Regions from separate parts of the Capra hircus genome. Here region 1 is linked to region 2. A link is a contact called in public Hi-C data. All regions are on one chromosome and are shown on one strand. Each heading gives the region's core, a stretch centred on a gene start, on an enhancer-like site or on the middle of the called end of the contact. The rest is flanking DNA. Distances are from core to core; before and after follow the strand shown.

Region 1 (7,639 bases), core at 4,079-6,578, 150 kb after region 2:
CTCAACTCTTGGAAACATTCAGAAGGTGGCCCAATTCTATAGCTCAGGGGCTTTGTGGAACAGCTCAGCACTGGGTGAGCTCCTGATCTGGGTTGCTGAGCAGTGGGTGGTGGCATCATCCACCAAGAGAGAGACTAAAAGAGCAGTGGCCTCAGCAAGTTTTGAGGAGCTCTGAGTACCACTGTGTGTTGTGCATGTAAGGAAGTCTTTAGACAGGTGGATCTATTTACTGATGAGAGGATTATGGCAAGTAAGTTGTAGATGAAGCCAAGGACAGAACAATCTAGGCTAGCAGGCACACGAAAGTGCATGATAAACACCACCTGTAAAGATGGATAGACACAGAGAAGTCCATGGAGACTGGGAGAGCCATTTTGAAAAGAGAGTATCACTATTTCATTGGATTGGTGTGTGTGAATGAATGAATGAGTGTGTATATTAAATGATTTATCCCTGCCATTCCTCCTGGCTCCTCCCTCTTGAAGTAACTTCAGGCGCTAGACCAGAGGACCAGAATCTGTCCCCAGTTATCTTGGGGTAACAGCCACCAGAGGCAGCACCTAGTTCTTGATGTGACTACAAAGTCTGTCTTGGATTTTCAGGAAATATTGAAAGTCAGAAAGACTCTCATCAGGCCATACTGTTTAGATTTCCTTAGTTTGGAGGTGATATACTGTTTTTGTTCTAGGAAAGCATTCATGGTACCATATTACATTTAGTTGTCAAGCTTCCTTAGGCTGCTTTAGGCTGTGATAGTTTCTTACACTTTCCTTGATTTTTGTTTGCTTGTTTTATTTTGGTTTGGTTTTGGCCATAACACATGGCATGCAGGATCCGAGTTCCCTGACCAGAAATCAAACCTCTGGGCTGCAGTGGAAGCATGGAGTCTCAACCATTGGACCTCCAGGAGCAAACTGTCCTTGGTTTTGATGACTCTGACTGTTTTGAGGGGGCTTCCCTGGTGGCTCAGTCTGTAAAGAACCCACCCGCCAGTGCAAGAGACACAAGAGACGCGGCTTCGATCCCTGGGCCAGGAAGATCCCCTGGAGAAGGAAATGGTAAGTCAGGTATTTACAGAATTCCCTTCAGTGTGGGTTTGTCTGTTGTTTTCTCATTATTGGCGTTACAGAAACTGGAGAGGAAGACCATAGAGGGAAAACGCCATGCTCAGGGCCAAGGTGCACACTGTTGACTGAAGTTATCACTGCTGATGTTGACCTTGGTCACCTGGCTGAGTCCACCTCTGCCAGGTTTCTCCACTGTAAAGTCACTCCCTGCCACCTTCCAGACTGCGCCCTTCAGAAGGAAGTCACACTTAAGGAGTGCAGAGTTCTGTTCCCCCCTTCTTGAGGGAGGAGCCAATTCGCTCAAATCTCTGCATTTTCATCTGAAGAAAAATCTCTTCAGCCCTCTTTTCCTCCTTTCAGACAGTCTTTTAGGAATACACAGACCTGTCAGCTATGGAGCTCAACTGATGCTGTGCAGGGCCCTGGGGGGCTCCTGGGCACAGAGACTTTCTGTGCCCCCATTTCTTTGATTATAGGGAACAGCCTTCATTCAGCCTGCAGGACCTTTCCTGGGTTCCAATGGGCAGATTCAAGCAGTTGTGAATTAGAGACTGGAGGCGATGTGAGACCAAGGAGAAACAGTCAGGAGCAGCTTTGGGGCAAGGTCCTGTTTCCCCATCAATGGAAACACACAAGAGTTATCTTTGAGCTATTTTGTGGATACTGAAACCGCTTCCCTGCCCCCCGCCGCCCCCCCACTGCCCTGAGGTGAGAGAAGTTAACAACGATTAACTGGTAGGCTGCCCATAAGCATGCAGATCCCAAACCAGATGAAAAGAGAAGGTTGATGATGCTTACTCCTACTTACCTTACCACCAGCCCATCAGAAGAATGTCCATGAGCTGATCATGCCTTCTTTGGACAATGGCTATATAACTTCTCACTATCTTCCCCAAGTGGGGACACACGGTTTTGAGGGCATTAGCCCACTGTGGCTCCCTTCACCTGATGAAGTAATAAAGTTATCCTTTTCTGCTTCACCCAAAACTCTGTCTCCAAAATTCAGTTCAGCACCAGCGTACAGAGAAACTGAGCTTTCAGCATTATGACTTTAAAGGGACCTTTTCCGGGACTTAACATTTCTAAATGTTATCTGTGTGCACCTCAAAATACTATCTGCCATGTTTAAAATACAAGTAGTGACTTCCCTCCAGGCAGGCACTGGTTTACTGCTGGGCCTCCAGGCCTGGAGTTTCGCTTTGAAGCAAGCCTGGAAGATGTCTTGTCCAGGGGCCCGTCTGGCAACCTTGTCTACCCTGCTGGTGTCATGTAAGATGCTGGCCTAACTTAAAAGTCAGGAAGAAGTGAAAATTCCCCACAAGAGGCAGAGTCAGAAAGGAAGTGCTTGAAAAGAAGAATGCTGTTTCACTGTATTATGTAATGTCCCACTTTGTTATAATAACAGCACTCACTTCTATAAACCAAGAGTATCACAGTAAAGACACACTACATGGTCAGAGACGGCATCATACAGAGGAGGTAAGGTGAAGAATTTTCCACCAAGACTGTAGAAAGAATTATTTACTTGGTGAAACTCCAACGAGAGTAAAAGCCATGTGAGTCAGGAAACATAGTGCTTGTATCTTAGGATAATACATTTTTATATCAATGATTTAATAAAGAATTACTGTGCTCTGGTAAGATAGGACCCCGCCCCTCCCCCCCCCCCACTTGGGTTCCCTCCAGTGTCTGTGCGCTGCTGACCCCTGTGGCCTCCCCACAGGGTAAGGAGAAGTGACAAGCCAATTGTTTTTCTCTTTCACTCTATTTTCCTCCTTAGTGCCTGGACTTTGAAGTTCACTGTCATGTAAACATTAACTTGCTTCTTAAATAAAGCCACAGAAGGCAAACTGTAATCTGAGCATATGATTTACCCAAACTCTTTCCCATGAGCCCTAAGGATTCTAATTTCTTCTCTACCAAGATGTCTCTGTCTCATAGAATTAGTTTTGAAATAGGCTTAAATTATCATCAACATCATCATCATTATTATTATTGAAGTGCTTTCCAAAGAATACCCATCAGAGATGATGTTAGGTGGTAATATCCATCAAGTTTCTTTTTAAAATATATTTAAGTTAAAAAAAAAAAGTTTGACACTGTAAAGCAATTATCCTCCAACAACAAATAAGAAAAAAGAAAAAAAAATTTTGATTTAAAGGGAAAAAACATGTTAAATGGAGGTACAAGTGGCAAAACACAGGACAAAAATCATCCCTGGTTGAAGTTTGGGACCCACTGAACTCTCGCAGTAATCAGTTTCACATGTGAAATTTATTGTACACAGAAAGCCTGAATCGTAACTTTGGGAACACCCCATAGCAACTGAGAAAGTACAGTTTTATTTTTTTGCAGTAGCCAGTCATCTTCTACCTATGTTACCAACAGTTTTCTTTAATAACATAGTTGTGCTGATCACGAGAGTCTAAATCATGCTGGCAAATCCTTCAAAACAAATTACATGCCTCATTAATACAATCTTTGCAAGACTGGTGTTAAAACAGAGGTGTCTTGGAATTTTGCTTTGGAAATGTTTTTAGATTTTTCTAAAACATTATATTTTTTATTTTTTCATTATATATTTTTATTTTTCATTATATTTATTTTTATTATATATCTAAAAGTTATATTTTATTCTCCCCAAATTAAAATGATATAAAATTATAGTGAGCTTTTCTAACACCAAAAACCTTAATATATGTCACTATCTGAATTGCTGAAGAAACAACACCTTAGTTTTGAGATCTTGACTTTATAAAAATGATATGTCTTAATTATTTCCCTTCTACATCCATCACGCTGGTGTGTTCTTTTGCCACATATGTGTCATATAGAATTATTTTGCTGGACTTGAACTGTGTAGCTTGTATGGTGTCAAATAAATAAAAGATCGATACTTTAAAAATGTTAATTTCCTTAATCTTTTTCTGTCCTGAGATGTTTTTCATTGACATGTAATAAAATATTTTTGAGTTGTTAACCCCTCTCCACAGTAGGAAGTCTACATATTTGTAAATTTATTTAATCCACAATTTCAGATTAGTTGGCCTTTTCTAAATACCAAACCGGCCAGCTGCAGTCAATTTGATCACTTCCATGATCATCTTGCATTTATCCATAACTAAAGTAGCTGGTGGCAGAAGGCAATGGCACCCCACTCCAGTACTCTTGCCTGGAAAATCCCATGGACAGAGGAGCCTGGTAGACTGTAGTTCGCAGGGTCGCTAAGAGTCGGACACGACTGAGCGACTTCACTTTCACTTTTCACTTTCATGTATTGGAGAAGGAAATGGCAACCCACTCCAGTGCTCTCGCCTGGAGAATCCCAGGGACAGCAGAGCCTGGTGGGCTGCTGTCTAGGGGGTTGCACAGAGTCGGACACAACAAAAGTGACTTAGCAGCAGCAGCAAAGTAGTTGGTTGTTTAAATTTGCTTTGGAGAATTGGGTATAGATAGAACAAATGGCAGTTACATTACAGAGTTTTGAATTTCTCTTAAAATATGAGCACTGCTGTTTATCTTTATGCTTAAGTTCCAAGAAACACTTTTTGATTATTCTTGTTATTCTGGTTGTCTACTATTATTTTATCTTTATAAATACATCCTTTAATTTGCAAAGTGACTTAATTTGTTTAATTGATTCTAGGTGTCAGTGATAATGCCACTAATTAGCTTTGAAAACATAACTATGATATCATCGTACTATTTTTGAGCAATAAATGAGCGTTCTTTCCATCCATGGCAATCTCCAGTCCTTTCCTTCCCGCCCCCACCCTTTCCTTCTGTCTTCCTCTCCTTCCGTCATCAAATATTTATTAGGCATTTGCCTGTCCAGCACATACTAGCTGTGGAGAATCAATGATGGATAAAACTCTCAGTCCACTCTAAGTCCAGCTTATTCTATTGATTTAAAATTTTTTCTTCCTGTTTATTCCAAAGGTCATTTGGACAAAACACACTAATGAAATTCATGGGAAATAAAGCAAATATGGACAACTTTCACTGAGTTGGAGAAAAAGTATATCACCAACCTTTAGCAGCTGCAGTGAACTCTTTCTTCTCTGGGGGCTTGGCCTATATCAACAATTCTTCTTCTCCCCAAGAGCTGGCCCTGGGGCAGGCATTCTTCCTCCTCTAGCATGAATAACCTTGGCTGGGAATGTTTGGTTGGACACCAGTTAGATGAGACCCAGAGCAGCCGGAGAGCCCTCCTAGAAACCCTAGGTGCCCACACTTGTTTGGTGTGGCCGCATGAGGCCTCTGGTACAGAGCTCCTGTAGAAAACCACAAATGCACAGGAAATTGGGGAAAATCAGATAAAGGCAAACCATTAAATGACACATGAACAGAAAGGAAACAGTTAAGAATTAACCCAAACTAATTTAAGGCTATAAGAATGAGTGGTGCAACGGTTTAGTTAATAAGTAGCTGGTCTCCAAAACTAGGACACTGGAGCCAAATGACTAAGGGCTTTTAGAGCCATCAAGGGACAGGTGGAAGGAGAAATGGGCTCACCCCAGAGAGAATCACAAATGGCTGTGGGTGGTAGAAGGCGATGCATCCTTGACTCATACAGATTCGCACATGCACTCATCTACCTCTACGTAAACCTGTTGATCCATTCAGCAGATACTTGCAGAGTTCCACTGTTCTGGATGCTGCTGCTGAGGACACGCAGTGAGCACAACCCTGACGATCAGGAGCCTGCTGGAGGCACCATGAGCAACTGGCTGGAATGTAGGTAGGGATTATACAAAGAAAAAGGCAATGTTGAAACTCGAGAATAGGGAGAAAATACTTGCAAACGATGTGACTGACAAAGGCTTAATTTCCAAAATACACAAACAGCTCATATAACTCAACAACAACAACAACAACAAAAACAAACAACAAAAACAAAAAAACCCCAAACAACCCAATCAAAAAAGTGAGCAGAAGACCTAGAGACTTTTGTCCAAAGGAGAAATACAGATGGCCAATAGGCACAGGAAAAGATGCTCAACATCACTAATTATTAGAGAAATGCAAATCAAAACTACAATGAGGTACCATCTCATGACGGTCAGAATGGCCATCATTAAAAAGCCTACAAATAATAAATGCTGGAGACGGTGTGGAGAAAAGGGAACCCTCCTGCACTGTTGGTGGGAATGTAAGTTGATACAGCCACTGTGGAAACAGTACGGAGGTTCCTCAGAAAATTAAAAATAGAATTACCAGATGGTCCAGCAATCCCTCTCTTGGGCATATGTCCAGAGAAAAACATGGTTCAAAAAGATACATGCACCCCTATGTTTATAGCAGTGCTGTTTACACTAGCCAAAACATGGAAACCATCTAAATATCCATTGACAGATGAGAGGATAAAGAAGATGAGGTACATATATACAGTGGAATACTACTCAGCCATAAAAAGAGCAAAAGAATGCCATTTGCTGCAACATGGATGCAACGAGAGATTATCATACTAAGTGAAGTCAGAAGGAGAAAGATAAATACTTATACATATGATATCACTTACATGCGGAATCTAAAATAAGACAAATGAACCTATCTATGAAACAGGAAAAAAAAAAAAAGGGACAGAGAGAATAGACTGATGGTTGCCAAGGAGGAGGGGAATGGGAGACAGCAGGAAAGTCTGGGATTAGCAGATGCAAACTGGCATATATAGAGTGGATAAACAACAAGGTCCTACTGTATAGCAGAGGGAACTATCCTCAATATCCTGTGATAAACCATAATGGAAAAGAAAATGAAAAAGAATGTATAGGTTTGTATAACTGAGTCACTTTGCTGGTACAGCAGTAATTAAAACAACACTGTAATTCAACTTTACTTCAATAAAAAATAAATAAACAAGAACCTGAAATCTGCTGAGTGTGGCTAGTTTCTGCAAAATACCAAGGCCCCTAGAACCTTCCAGTGGAACAAGCTGTCACCGACTCCCTCATCCTTTCCCTAGTCTGAGGTCGTCTCCTCCTTCTTTCATTCACTCAGCCTAGTGAGGCCATGTTCACCATCCACACCTTAAGGCTCAAGACTCTCTACTCAGGCCTCCAGATGACCCCCTTCTTGCTATGCCCTTTCCTCTGTGTGTGCACAATCCTGGTGTGTCTCGTGTCCCCAAATTTACTCTTCTTATAAAACCAGTCAGATTGGATTAGGACCCACTCTAATGGCCTCATTTAACTTAATAACCTTTTTAAAGGTCCCATTTCCAATATACAGTCACATTATGAAGCAACAGATGTTAGGGCTTTAACATATGAAATCAGGGGTTTATGATTCAGCCCATAATACCACCACTCCACTGCTGGAAGATTTTCCTTTCTGGTTGCCCTGCGATTCACTGTGTGGAAAATGGCATGAACCACAGAGAAATCCAGTGACCACAGGGCCTTCTACTTCCTAAAACCAAGCCTGCCTCAAACCAAGAGAGAAGAGAAAGAGTCTTAAGGTCTGCATGCTCTTATGCATACCTACACCTTGTTTCAGAGAGACGTGATTCATGCCCTCCTAGGATCTGAAGCAGCTTCCCAAATTCTAAGAAACAGAGGAAGTTTCTACTA
Region 2 (7,378 bases), core at 1,203-3,702:
ATGGGGGTTGGGGGAGGGGAGAGGGCTGGGAAGACTCAGTCAGACTATCACGGCTCCTTAGAGTGGACTCTATGAAATGCCTTGTGAGGGCATCTGGAAGCTGCATGATGAGCTGGTTTCCCCAGAAGGTCCTTCAGAGAAACCAGAGACTCAAGGGGGTCTTTGTGAAATAATTAAAGGATTTTAGTAGGAGTTGCCACTATTAAAAATCCTTTAATTCTTAAAATTAAATGAATAATTATTAACTGGTGAAAAATAGTATTTTCTCTCCAGGTTCTTCCAAAGAATAAAGATGAGGGCATCTGTAACCATAGTTGCCCCTCCATTCTGCTAGCCCAGACATGCGCAGCCTGGCTAGATGTCTGTGTGCTCTGGAAATTTCCTCATGGCTCAGGGGTGGGTGGTGGAAAGTCAACAGTCCTGTTAGTTGTTTCACATGGACATTGGCCACTTCGTTGTTCATGTGTCCTGGCTGCTGACGTCCTGTTTCTTTCTGGACTTCTCCCCCATGAAGGTGATCCATCATCCTGGTCTTCTCAAGCCTATCTTGGTTTAGCACTGCAAGACCTGCATCTTGAGAAAACCATCCTTCCTGGATGTACCAGGGATGGCTGGTCATCCTAGAATGGAGCTCTTAATAGGTGACGCGTGTTTGAGAGCGCTGTTCTGATGCTGTCTGCTGCTGCTAAGTTGCTTCAGTCGTGTCCGACTCTGTGCGACCCCATAGACGGCAGCCCACTAGGCTCCTCTGTCCCTGGGATTCTCCAGGCAAGAATACTGGAGTGGGTTGCCATTTCCTTCTCCACTGCATGAAAGTGAAAAGTGAAACTGAAGTCGCTCACTCGTGCCCGACTCTTAGTGACCCCATGGACTGGAGCCTACCAGGCTCCTCCATCCATGGGATTTTCCAAGCAAGAGTACTGGAGTGGGGTACCATTGCCTTCTCCGCTGATGCTGTCTACATGGAGCTAAATAAGCCAGTTCTGGGCTCAGCTTGGAGGGGCTGGTTGTCTGATAGCAGGGTTGGAATATAAATGGGCCAACAGAGGTGTGAGGGGTTGTCTCCTCCAGTGCTATAAACAAGACCCTTTTAAAGGGGCTTTTAGTTATTTATTATTATTTAAAAATTTTATTGGAGTATGGCTGATTTATAATGTGTTAGCTTCAGACATACAGCAAAGTAAATTAGTTTATATGTGTACATATAGCCACTCGATTTTAGATTCTTTCCTTATGTAGGCCATTACAGAGTACTGAGTGAGCTCCCGGTGCTATACAGCAGGTTCTTATTAGTTATCTATTTTATACAAAGTAATGTGTATATGTCAGTCCCAATCTCCCAATGTATCCCTCCTTCGCCTTATCCCCTGGTAACCATACGTTTGTTTCTAACATCCACAACTCTGTTTCTGTTCTGTTAATAAGTTCATTTGTATATTTTATATTTAAGTATGTAAGATATATTTAAATATATAATATATTTAAATATTTTAAATACATGAATATATTTAAATATATATACATATAAGTGATACTATATGATATTTCTCTTTCTGTGTCTGACTTACTTCACTCAGTATGACAACCTCTAGGTCCATCCACATTGCTGCAGTAAAGGGGCCCTTGACCTAGATATATTGAGAAATGATTATGCCTGTGGATAAGGGTGGGGTAAAGGTGGGTATGGACATTTCAATACATCCCAGAGCTTGTACACAGACATTGTGATGGAAAGGCAGACATTTTAAGGAAAGTGACAGCTACACCTCCCCCACCCCAAACAGTTGCAAGGTTGAGGGTAAGAACATAGATGGAGGTCTATATATCAGAATACTTAAAAGTTATAAATCAGCCTAACAAGCACTTAATTAAATATGCTCTATTCTCTTCCCTTGGCAAACACACTCTGCTAACAACCTGAAAGGTCCGGTTCGAATTTGCAGTTCCTGTTTCTTTATTGCTTCAGGCTGGAACAAGACAGCACAAGAAGGACTGGGCCCTGGTCTTCCTCCCATTGCTTCCTACCCTCAGTTCTGCTCCTTACCACAAGGATGGGGACCTCACGTGGACCCTGAAACTACATCCCAACTCTGTCCACATGCCCTGCAAACAGCTGCCCCTTACTGGTCCCTGGGGTCTGGGGGACTGATACTGGCAGAAAACAGGCCTGAGCAGGTCCTGGAAGGGGACAGGGAACCTTAGGTCCTGCGTGTTCAGAGTGTGGTGTGGGAGATGGCTCAGACTCTGGGCTGGCCCATCTCTGCTGGCCCTTCAGACTCTTTGCCCCAAGGGGAGGGGGCCTCTTGCCTGGTAAAAGAACAATGCTGAGTGGGTGGTGAGCACTTTCCAGTGGCTGGAATGTTATCATATCAGCCTGAGCAACAGCAGAGAAGGAGCTGTGCTGGTTCCCACTGTGATGAGAGACGACAGAAACTGTGACCCGGAACACTCACCCTTGGTCTTTGGGAGGAAAAAATATCAGAAAACGCCTGAGAAATGGCCCACTGCTTTTCCCACTCACCACATGTATACAGGAACTGGGCGTGTCCCAGTCAATGTGTACAACCTGGCCTTTTTTTTAATTTTTTTAATTTTTGGCTGTGCTGTGCAGCATGTGGGATCTTAGTTCCCCAACCAGGGATTGAACCCTGCATTGAAATCATGGAGGTTTAACCACTGGATGGCCAGGGAAGTCTCAGACTTAGCCTTATGACCAAGTAAAACTGAAAGTGAAGTTGCTTCAGTTGTGTCTGACTCTTTGTGACCCCATGGACTGTAGCCTGCCAGGCTTCTGCCAGGCTTCTCCGTCCATGGGATTCTCCAGGCAAGAATATTGGAGTGAGTTGCCATTTCCTTCTCCATCTGAGTAAAACTGAGAGGCTAAAAATTAATAGGATGGACCTAAACAATACATTCTCTCAGGTTGTCAGAGTTGGGGAGACGGACTACTTGGGAATGAATCAGCTTCTCTCTGGCAACATCCCATCGCTCCAGTGAAATGAGTAAGCTTTTTGAAGTAGAGATGTCACTTCCTTGTCCTTCCATAGAGGGGCCAGGACCTACCTAAAGAAAGTGACGATGCAGATTTTCAGGGCTATGACATTGTACAGCAGGGGGCGCTGAAGGAGCTTGGGAAACCTTCCTGAGGCTGCTCTACTCTGTGTATATGTTCAGTTGTGTCTGACTCTTTGTGACCCCGTGGACTGTAGCCCACCAGGCTCCTCTGTCCATGGGACTTCCCAGGCAAGAATACTGGAGTGGGGTGCCATTCCCTCCTCCAGGGGATCTTCCCGACCCAGGATTGAACCTGGGTCTCTCGTGCCTCCTGCATTGGCCGTTCTACATCTCGATTCTAACTCTCTGGTCCCAGCTGTAGGCTCCCTTTGTGTCTGATTCTTTTGGATTGATATCTAACATTTTTAGATTTCAACTACTTATAAGAAAAAACACCACACACACACACATACACACACACACACGCACACACACACACACACATTTCCATTTTCTGATTGGAGGGAGACAAGCAGAAGTACGAAATCTTCCATTTGCCTTGGGCCACACAAGACCGTATTTTCACCCCCAACATAAAGAGAGCCTTGAAATTTGACCCAATTTTTACTCTCCTCATTTCTTTCCATTCATAGTATCTTTAGAATTTCTTCTCTCCCAAATTCCTGAGAGAGAACCCCAGGAACTCTCTGGTTCTACCATGGATAACTCTGTGCTCTTGACCACCACAGCTTTTTTTGAGAGAGGTTGTGCTGCGCTCTTGGGCCCTTTTTGCCTCTTCTAGCGGGCTCTGGAATTCAGCTGCCTAGGATTAACTCTGTCTCTCCACAGTTGGTAAGCGGTACGACCTTGAGTAAGTGATCTAACTTCTCTGTGCCTTGGTTTTCTCACTGGGAATGATCCCTTACAGTAGCTTGTCTCTAAAGACACCTGCCATCAATTCCTTCCCTCCCTGTATGTGACTGCCACTCCCCTATCGAGACGTGGAGTCCAGTCCTCCACCCTCTTTGATCTGGGCTGGGCTGTGACTCCTTTGATGCCCAGTGAAGTCAAGCCCTTAGCTGACTCCACCCTACCACCATCTGATTACAACTGCATGGGAGGCCTGTTCAGCTGACCCCAGTCAAACTACAGAACATGTTAAATATTAATAAGCGGTTATTTTTTAAAATGAAGTAGAGTTGATTTACAATATTGTGTTAGTTTCAGGTATATAGCAAAGTGATTCAGTTATATTTCTTCAGATTACTTTCCACTATAGGTTATTGCAAGATACTGAATATTATTCCCTGTGTTATATAATAAATCCTTGTTGCTTATCTATTTTATATATAGTGTGTGTGCGCGCGTGCTAAGTCTCGTCTGACTCTGTGACCTTATGGACTGTAGCCCTCCAGGCTCCTCTCTCCATGCCATTCTCCAGCAGGAATACTGGAGCGGGTTGCCATGCCCTCCTTGAGGAGATCTTCCTGACGCAGAGATAAAACCTGCGTCTCGTGTCTCCTGCATCTGCAGGCAGGTTCTTTACCACTAGTGCCACCTTGGAAACCCCTTATGTATAGTAGTTTGTATCTATTAATCCTGTACTCCTAATCTATCCCTTTCTTTCCCCTTTGGGAACCACAGGTTTGTTTTCTGTGTGAATCTGTTTCTATTTTGTATATAGTTTTGTTTACTATTTTTTAGAGTCCACATGTGAGTGATATCATATAATATTTGTCTTTCTCTGTCTGACCTACTTCACTTAGGATGATAATCTCTAGGTCCATCCATGGTGCTGCAAATGGCCATATTTCATCCTTTTTTATGGCTGAGTAATACACCATTGTATATGTACCACATGTTCTTAATTTGTTCATCTGTTGATGGGCATTTGGGTTGTTTCCATTGGCTATAGTGAATGGTTGTTTTAAGCCACTAAGTTTGGTGGCACTGTGCAGCGAAACTTGACTACACTAAACATTAATGGAGATAATGACAATTTGTGTCTACCTCACAGGATGGATATTAGGATTGCTGCTGCTGCTAAGTCGCTTCAGTCGTGTCTGACTCTGTGTGACCCCATAGACAGCAGCCCACCAGGCTCCCCCGTCCCTGGGATTCTCCAGGCAAGAACACTGAAGTGGGTTGCCATTTCCTTCTCCAATGCATGAAAATGAAAAGTGAAAGGGAAGTTGCTCACTTGTGTCCGACTCTTCACGACCCCATGGACAGCAGCCTACCAGGCTCCTCTGTCCATGGGATTTTCCAGGCAAGAGTACTGGAGTGGGGTGCCATCGCCTTCTCCGGGATATTAGGATTAGATGAGTTAATATGTTAGAGGCTCAGAATAGTGCCTGGCAACACTAATTGCCATATAAGAACATACTGAATGAAAAAGTGAATGACATAGGACCCTGAAGAAATGTATTATAGTCTCATGCTAATAAACACCCTTTTTGAGGAAAGCACAATAGTTACCATTCCAGTCCTTGGTCTTCCAAAAAATACCTTAGTCAGTGTAAAGTCTGTTGATGGTGTAAACAGTATCTTAAAACCTCAGTGTTTGTCCTGTCATCCTGAGCCTGAACAAATCGCTGGCTTTCCCTATGCCTCCATGGCCACAGCTTTTAAATGAAGACAGTGATCACAGCTACCACAGTAGGACTGATATGAGGACAGATATGAACATGGTTGTGAAAGAGTTTTGAAGAACATAGATTTTTTGCTGTTGTTCAACAAATATTTATTAAACATGGCTATTTGCTACAAACCCTGGTGGCTCAGAAGGTAAAGCATCTGCCTGCAATGCAGGAGACCTGGGTGTGATCCCTGGGTCAGGAAGATCCCCTGGAGAAGGAAATGGCAACCCACTCCAGTACTCTTGCCTGGAAAATCCCATGGACAGAGGAGCCTGGTAGACTACAGTCCATGGGATCGCAAAGAGTCGGACACGACTGAGCGACTACACTTCACTTCACTTCTGTTCTTTTTAAAAATTAACTTATTTTATCATCTTCAGCTAGCGGTTCCCATGGCTTCCTTAATTTAGGGCTTCCCTGGTGGTTCAGATGGTAAACAATTTGCATGTAATGCAGGAGACCCAAGTTCCATCCCCGGGTCGGGAAAATCCCCTGGAGGAGGAAATGGCAACCCACTCCAGTATTCTTCCCTGGAGAATTCCATGGACAGAGGAGCCTGAAGGGCTACAGTTCACGGGGTCACAAAGAGTCAGACATGACTGAGTGACTAACACTGTCACCTTCTATTTTAAACTGAGGTACAACATTGTACTAATTTCAGGTGTACAACTTAACGATTAGATATTTATATTATTAGGAAGGGGAAAATCCCCTCCCTCCCCGCCGCGCCCCCACCACCTCTCTTGAGTTCTGGTGGCGGGACTGATAATAAAATTGACCTAAGAAAGATTAATAGGAGAAAAAGAAACAGATTTCGATTCATGGGCGCGGAGGCCTCATAGTAATAGGACTGAAGAAGTGGCCAAAATGGGCAGCTTTTATACTTTTTACATACAGGACAAAGAAACTTGGGCTTTGGGTTCTCAGTTAGTGAAGAATCTAAATGGAGTTCGAGCTTGGAGAAGGGAATTTAAGCAGTGACAAGGTTTGCTTATACACAGGCTTCAAGGATGGAGTTCCCTGTCTCCAGCAATAAGGTTGTCTTTTTACTTCCAGACACAGGGGGTGCACCTCTCACTTGCGAGATTTATTTCCTGCTTCCAGGGAGACAGAGGAGAGGGTCAGCATGTCCCACTTGCTTTGGCTGTTTCTTATGTAACTTTAAGTCAGAATAGTCAACATGCCATTGTGGCTTATTTTGGGATGGCCTGTCCTGCGCCCAGCAGTGCATATTGCAAACTGATCATCACAATAAATCTAGCTACCATTCATCACCATACGTAGTTAATTTTTTTTTCTCATGATGAGAACGTTTAAGATCTACTCTTGGGAGTTCTTTGTGGTAGTCCAGTGGTTAAGACTTTACCTTTCATTGCAGAGAGGGGAAGTTTCAGTCCCTGTTGGGGAGCTAAGATCTCACATGCCTCACAGTCAAAAAACCAAAACATAAAGCAGAAACAGTGTTGTAACAAATTCAATAAAGACTTAAAATAACATAAAAAAATTGCTTTAAAAAAAAAAGACCTACTCTCTTAGACCATGTCCAAAGCACTGGAGACACAGCAGTGAAAAAAACAGAGAAAACACCTGGAAAAATATTAGAACCTGGAAACCTACAAGTCTAAGCACTCGCTAAGTAGAGCATAGATTCTTTAACCTTTCCTGAGACACCTCATGTCTGACCCTCCATTTGTGTGTATCAGATACTGAGGTCTGTATTTCTTTAAATTAAATCCCGGCTCCAC

The links. A called contact is a pair of places that touch in the nucleus more often than the background predicts.
Region 1: a Hi-C map of blood shows a contact between it and region 2, with 4 times the contacts expected there. The contact joins the promoter of ZBTB38 here to the enhancer-like site in region 2. A contact is called at or near these places in 2 of 5 Hi-C or Micro-C datasets (blood and liver).

What each region holds. Positions count from the first base shown.
Region 1 is chr1:127,184,831-127,192,469 of ARS1.2, forward strand. It overlaps ZBTB38 (zinc finger and BTB domain-containing protein 38), which reads right to left and starts at 5,329. Exons shown (of 6, transcript XM_018049743.1): 1 at 5,099-5,329.
Region 2 is chr1:127,042,534-127,049,911 of ARS1.2, forward strand. No RefSeq gene overlaps it. Among named protein-coding and RNA genes, the nearest start is that of RASA2, 52 kb to the left of the region's middle. Within about 2 kb of position 2,453, at least 1 of the 5 cell types and tissues checked has an H3K27ac peak or open chromatin away from gene starts, as enhancers often do.